2 separate regions of the Sus scrofa genome follow, and region 1 is linked to region 2. Evidence: chromatin contacts called from public HiChIP or PLAC-seq data. All regions are on one chromosome and are shown on one strand. Each heading gives the region's core, a stretch centred on a gene start, on an enhancer-like site or on the middle of the called end of the contact. The rest is flanking DNA. Distances are from core to core; before and after follow the strand shown. Region 1 overlaps C9H1orf21. Region 2 overlaps LOC110255527 (a long non-coding RNA gene).

Region 1 (3,188 bases), core at 292-2,791, 240 kb before region 2:
TTTTCTACCCCTTCCAGTTGGCCGTTTGACTCTTTATATACAATTTCATCTTCCATTTCCTGTCAACTTCTCTTCTCCCCACAATCTAAGGAAGCATACCAACCCCCCCCCCAAGCCCAACTTTCTACAAATAGTGAGGGTATCTAACAAGAAGGTTACACATTTACCCTAACTTTTCATAGGCAATTGTCTTCTACTGTAAGAGTCTACTGAGCGCTCAAGAGCGTCTCTTGTGGTAGCAGCATCAGCATCCATCAATATTGTGGATACTGATGCTGCTACCCAGGGGGTGGAGGGAGTGAGGAGAGGGCAGGAAGATGAGTAAGGGTGTGACATGATTTTTCCTCCGAGGTAACAATGCAAATCGGAAAAGTGATTCATAATGAGGAAGTCTCCGGGGGGCGTCATTTGCCCCTACAGAGACCTCTGTTTCGTGCGTGTATCCGCTGGTGCGTCTCATAGGACATTGCTCCTATTCTGGGAACTTGTAAAAGGAAACAGAGCTGGGAGGATGGATTTATCCAAATCGAAGGGAATAAAGCTCAGGGCAGGGCAGGGAAAGAAGAAACCGGAGCCCAGAGTCCCATGAGGAACAGAGTGTGGGACCCAGAAGAGAGAGTGCTGGGGTGAAGCGAGAGCCAGGGGACGGGAGGGGAGACCAGACTTCCAGGCACGCCTGGCCTCAAGCCACTCGCTAACAATGAAGAAACGAGTCCTGTCGGAAGATCCCTTCACACTCATGTTAAATAGTGTCCGTCAGAGCAGATGAAATGCTGGACAGTCACATGACACCCAGGAGGTTCGGAAGCCCTGAAGCGACTTGCTTCACAGGGGCAGTGCCCCTTGCTTAGGTACCCGCTAGCACTGCAAACTCAAGTGAGACCAGAGCTACACTGCTCCCTGCGCCCCCACCAGCATCAAATGGATATGCCTCAAAAAGGCGAAAAAACGAAGCAAAAAACACAGATGCAGAATTTCAACCTTGTTCACCCTTATAGCCCCACCCGGGAAAAGTCTTTACTTTCACAATACTGGCTTCCTTCTTCGCCCCGTGGTGCTAAGCCTCAGGACATGGTCTTGCTTCAGAACTTGAAGACCACTGAAGAGGAGGAGCACCTGTTTGTGAAAAACTCCACCTACGCTCCAGCCCTGCACTAAGAAGCTGTAATGATGCTCTCTTTGACCACACCTCACTGGCTCCAGCAGTGCTTCCCTAGACCAGACCAGCAGCAGCTCTTGCCTCAACCAGCTTCTAAATGGTCACCTGCTCCCACTCTTGTGCATTCGAGTCTATTCCCTCCAGAGCAGCCAGAGTAAGCCTTTAAAGGAAAAGCCAAAGTCAGACTCCGGCACCACCCACCCCCAATCCCCAAACCTTCTTCTGGCTTCTATTAGGTTTAGAATAGAATCCAGACTCCACCCCTGAGCTACAGGGCAATGTGCGGTCTCACCCGAGGTGCCCTCTCTGAGTGCATCACCCTCCCCTCTGGCGACCTGAGGGCATCAGGCTTTCTCCTGGAGCCACCAGCTGGCCCCTCTCAGGAATCTGGCCCTGATGTTCCTCGGCCTGAAACACTGTGTTCTTGGGTGTTCTCATGGCCTGCTCCCTGCCTTCAGGTCTCTGCTCACAAAGGTCAAGTGCTCAGGCAGACCGCCTCTGACCTCTGAACCTAAAATAGCCACCCCGTCCCTCTCGTGTGTGTTCTGTGTTCTTCTCTCTGTGCTCGTCCCCACCTGACGGTGTGGCCATGGGTCTGTTTCCTGCCCGGGCCGCTCCCTAGGATGTGAGCAAAATGAGGGTGGTCAGTCTTGTTCATGCTACATCCCCTCGTGAAAGTCAGTCAGTTTCTGGCAACTGCTCCATAAATATTTCTTAAATAAATAATTCTGATTGTCAGAGTTCTATCCGAGCTGAAAGCGTATTGCTTTTCCTTTGAACACTTGGCAATGGAACAGCTGCATTAGGGGAAACCACTGTGTTCTCTAAGAGAAGTCACTCCGGCAAATAATTAGTTATAGCAGAAAAGCTGCGGAGTGAGAGACGAGACTCAATTCACAAAGGATGAAGATGGCTCAAGTTCGAATTAGGAATCTGTCGCCCACATGATTCCTTCTCTGTATGCTTTGAAATGAACAGCAAGACAAGGCCCATTAGCTAAAAATAAACATACAAGCGAGATTTATATCAACGTTATTTCCTACCTTTCAATTTATTCTCAATGTTAAGCAACCTACTGGGTGTAGGGGACAGGCAGAATGACACCGAATCATTGAACTAGGGTCCCATGAGTCAGCAAAGTGAGGGCTCTGTTCAGAGCCCTGACATTCAGTGTGACGAGAAGTGGGACTGGCACTGAGAAGTGGGGACAGGAGAACTTTGCCATCAGTAATGAGCCCCAATGAGGGTAAGTACTATGTGTGCCGATATTCCCAGTGGCGACAGGTGTATAAAAATACAGAACTTTCTCTCAGTAAGCCAGCATCCTGACCACATCGCTTTTCATATTTTAAAACCTATGCAGGTGGTAACTCTAAGTTAAAAAGGACATGAAGATAACATAGCCTGGCACAGTGGTGAAATGTACAGATTTGGGGACCAAACTGACAGGTTCCTATTGGAACCTACCTCATAGGTATTATGATTAAGTGACTTAACAAATAACAAAATGTGGGCGTTCCCATCATGGCTCAGAGGAAACGAATCTGACTAGTATTCATGAGGACGCAAGTTTGATCCCTGGCCTCGCTCAGTGGGTTAAGGATCTGGCGTTGCTGTGAGCTGCGGTGTAGGTCATAAACATGGCTCGGATCTGGTGTGGCTGTGGCTGTGGCGTAGGCTGGCAGCCACAGCTCCGATTCAATCCCTGGCCTGGGAACCTCCATGTGCCTTGGGTGCGGCTCTAAAAAAAAAAAAAAAAAAAAAAAAGACAAAAAATAAAATAAAATAAAATATTAAAAAACACACACACACACCAAAAGGCTCTTTTTTTGGTCAGGTCTACAGCATGCAAATGTTCCTGGGCCAGGAATTGAACTTGACTGAGCCACAGCAGTGACAACTCACAATCCTTAACCACTAGGCTACCAGGGAACTCCAAAATACTTCAAATAATGTCTGGCACATTAAAAACTACTACATAAACAAACTCCTTTTAGAAAGTTTTCTAGGTTATTCTCCCTTTCACAAA
Region 2 (3,632 bases), core at 880-3,379:
TCCTGGTTTAAATCTTTCCTGCTCTGAAAGTAGGGTTCAAACAAGCTGGCGTAGAAAAGTCTTCAGGATCTGACCCCTGTGGGCCTCATGAACTTTATCTTAGCACATCCTTCATGTCTTATCCCACAGTCCAGCCAGGCTGAATTGTTTTCGGGAACTCTGACTGCCCCCCACTCCTTCCTGCTCCCATGGCTTTGTTCAGGCTGCTCCTGTGTGGAATGTTCTCTTCAGTGAGAAGTACTGCCTGGCCCACAAAACCGCTTTAGTTCAAGAATTATCTATGACGTCTCTCCTATCTGCTCCCCTAAGAATAATCATTTCGAATTCAGTGCTCCCTCCAAAGCTGTTCCTTCTCTGGTATCACACATCCCACCCTGTGCTGTCTGGTTTCCCGGTCTGTCTTCCCCTCCAGGCTGAGGGTGAGGGCTGACGTCATGTTCGTCCCCGTGGTGTCTTCACTCATTTGTGTTGACAACGATGAGTTAACTGTGAGTTCTCTGTTAAACCCGGCCAGAGGAAATGCTAGAAAGATGCTGCAAGACTAGAGGAGGACGAAGGGACAGTCTCCTTCCTGTGTGCCACTTTCTGACTCCTCGTCTGCTTCCTACTCCTGGGAGGAGCATCCCAGCCCTCTTCCTCACGTTCCTGCAGCAGCAGCTGAGTCCCGTTTGCAATTTCTTCAACCCTCGCAGAACCAGCCTCGCGGTGTCCCCCAAGAGACACCAGCAGTGGGTCAGCACTCTCTCCTCAGAGGCGTAGGTCCTGGTCTCTACAGAGCCCAGCGCCTCCGTTTCTAAGTTTTAATAATTCCAACCTCTTTCCTTGCTGTCCATAGACATGAGAGCTGCTTCCGGCAGTGGCCACCTCTGTGATGCAGTCAAGTTGTCTTTACACTGTTTAGTGACCTAGTTGATAACATAGCTGGTTAACAATTCTTTTTATTAATCTATTAAAACTTTCTGACCTCATCCTGATGGATACAGTCACCGAACCAAAGAAATTCTTTAACATGAGAGTGTCTGATTCAGATTTCTTCCTGTAACAACGCTGCTGGGTTAAAACCCATTTTATAAATATGGCGCCATCACATCAACGCTTACCCCCAAAACATGTGTTGAATTTGTAATGTTTTTGCCCATCACTTACTTCGGTAACCCTTTTTTTTCTAGGTGTTAAATGCGACACCATTGATTCAGAGGACCCTGGCTAATTTATGCTGGTCACTTCCTGCAGGATCCAGATCAAACTCTTTGTGCCTGGCCCTACCTTGGACCAACCGTGCTCCTGCTTCTCATTCCAGTCCTGCTGTGACAGGGGCCACCATCTGGAGCATCTGACCACGTACTCTACCGGTTTGTCATTTGCCTGCGTTTTCTGCCCTTTTCTCCCCAGCCACCCCCCACCCCCAACTATGGACAGGAGTATTTCATGTATTCCTAGGAATCCCCCACTGCTCGGTAAGTGTTATACAAACAAACAAACGAAGGAATGAAGCGGAAAATCAGGCAAAGGCAAAACCCACTTGACCTATGTCACCAGGGTTTATTGAGTGGGAGGCCTTGAGCACAACAGCACTTGATAAATGTTACCGATCGATCTTTCACTGGTGCAATTTATGACCCAGTCTCTCATGACCCCTTCTGACTTCGCTATAATTTTGCTATGGTTATTGGATCTAAATCTCTTAGAGGAAACATTAAGTTCTCCTGATGGCGACAGAGGCAGTCATAGAAGGAGGAGCATGAATTTGGAATCAGAAAAACCTAGGTTTAAATGCTGATACGGCCACTCATGACCTGTATGACCTCAGATAAGTTACTTAACCTCTCAGAGTCTCCATAGCTTCACCTGTAAGTTGGAGTTAAAATAATAAGCACTTGCTATATGCCGGATATATTCTCAATGTCAAAACATACAAATTAATATATACCCTCACAATAACCTTCTGAGGTACATACTATTGTCACATCCAGTTTACAGACAAGAAGACCAGTCTCAGGTGAAACAGCTTGCCTATAATCACTAACTAGGAATTCTTAGGGTTCAGGTATAGACCCAGGTGGTCTAGACTCCAGAGCCCGGCTTCCCAACCACCTGCTCTGTTGCCTCTTTCTTTCGTGATTACTGGAATCTCATTCAATGAGCTAATAATATGTATTGAGGGTGTGGCCCATACTAAGGGCTACATAAATGACTCTATTCTGGCATCCAGGAAGGAAATTCAGAAAAAGTGTGGATTCAACAACTTAGGTTCAGATTAGATTTACCATTGAAATGACTGGGCTGGTACGAACAGTTATTTTTGTTTCGAGCAATTTGGCAAAAAAAAAATCTCTGCCTCAAATAGTAGCAGAACATTTTCCTGCCCTGCTCAGTGGTCAACTTGGTGGAAGGCATTTGGTTCTGCAATGTTTATTCCGTGTTGTGTTGCTAAGGAAAAGGTGATGCAGTCAGATAGAAAGGCATGAGATGAAAGCTGAGCCATGCAGAGGCGGCTTCCTGAGCAAGCCCTCCCTAAAATAGCACACACTCTCCTGTAGCCTGCTTACGTGTCTCCCAGCACCTAGCCTTACCTGGCGGAATATATTTATTTCTTTATGTGTTATCTGCCCTCCCACAAAAATAGAGGCTCCATAGGGCTAGAATGTTACCTGTGCAGTTCCCTGCTGCGTGATTTTTGCCTTAAACAGTGTCCTGCTGAGAGTGGATTTTCAGTAAGTCCTCATCGAATGAGCAGGGGACAGGGTCCAGTTTTCTAGTAAGCACAGTTTTCGTGTGTTATTTTCCATACCCATTTCGGATAGGAATTGAAGATACAATCTTAACATGTAACTAAGAGAAAGCCGGTCCAGACCCAGGGCAGAATCAGAGGCTGTATTTCCTCGAGTGCTTGAGCACAGGGTGTGGATTCAGATGGGGCAGCCAGACCAGAGCTCTCAGAGGAGGCCTCACTGGAGGGCAGACCAGAATGGAATATGGAAGTGGTGTTGCTGATACTACCATGATTAAGGGCCAGCTTGAGACACCCCTTTGAGAATTCAGTGCCAGGAAAAATGTTGTCTCTCCTGAAAATGCAGTGAAGACTAACTGACTGGGTGCTGTACTTTTTGCTTTGGCTGCTTGGAAGTTTGGAACTGAAGCTAATATTTAGTAATAGCAGTGATAGTGACCTTGGCTATGGTTTTAGAATCTCTTTCTGATCTATACATACATATTCGAGTCACAGACTTGGTCCATCACTTACCAACTGTATAACTTTGGGCAAGTTAATGAACTTTTCTGAGCCTTGCTTTCCTATATAAAATAAATATTAACCTAATTCACAGCTTTTATGAATTTGAAATGAGACAAGCCATGTACTGAGGAGCGTACATGGAAGGGATGCCATGAGTGTTAGCTGTCAGTACTAATGGCCAAATAAGATACCAAAACTATGCTCCAGATGTATCTTCCAATTCACAGAAAGAGCCACGTTAACTTTTCAGGTTAAAAGTTATATTTTAAAGAGCCACGTTAACTTTTCAGTTTAAAAGTTATATTTTCAGTATAAAAATGTTTACCAATCCTCCAAAAGTTTAAGGTGAACCATATGAAATAATCGATACTCAACTCTTTTTGACTAATTTCAATGG

What was found. HiChIP or PLAC-seq counts read pairs in DNA pulled down with a chosen protein or histone mark.
Region 1: a contact with region 2 is called in an H3K27ac HiChIP or PLAC-seq map of skeletal muscle. The contact joins two enhancer-like sites. A contact is called at or near these places in 4 of 47 Hi-C or Micro-C datasets (epiblast stem cells, psoas muscle and skeletal muscle) and 1 of 2 datasets of contacts at active chromatin or transcription factors (skeletal muscle).

Annotation. Positions count from the first base shown.
Region 1 is chr9:125,716,669-125,719,856 of Sscrofa11.1, reverse strand. The region is part of intron 2 of C9H1orf21; the gene reads right to left. Among named protein-coding and RNA genes, the nearest start is that of C9H1orf21, 110 kb to the right of the region's middle. Within about 2 kb of position 1,541, at least 3 of the 83 cell types and tissues checked have an H3K27ac peak or open chromatin away from gene starts, as enhancers often do. A contact at or near this core is called in skeletal muscle, where this site is marked.
Region 2 is chr9:125,476,173-125,479,804 of Sscrofa11.1, reverse strand. LOC110255527 (a long non-coding RNA gene) reads left to right here. Exons shown (of 2, transcript XR_002335969.1): 1 at 1-1,352. Among named protein-coding and RNA genes, the nearest start is that of C9H1orf21, 140 kb to the left of the region's middle. Within about 2 kb of position 2,129, at least 7 of the 83 cell types and tissues checked have an H3K27ac peak or open chromatin away from gene starts, as enhancers often do. A contact at or near this core is called in skeletal muscle, where this site is marked.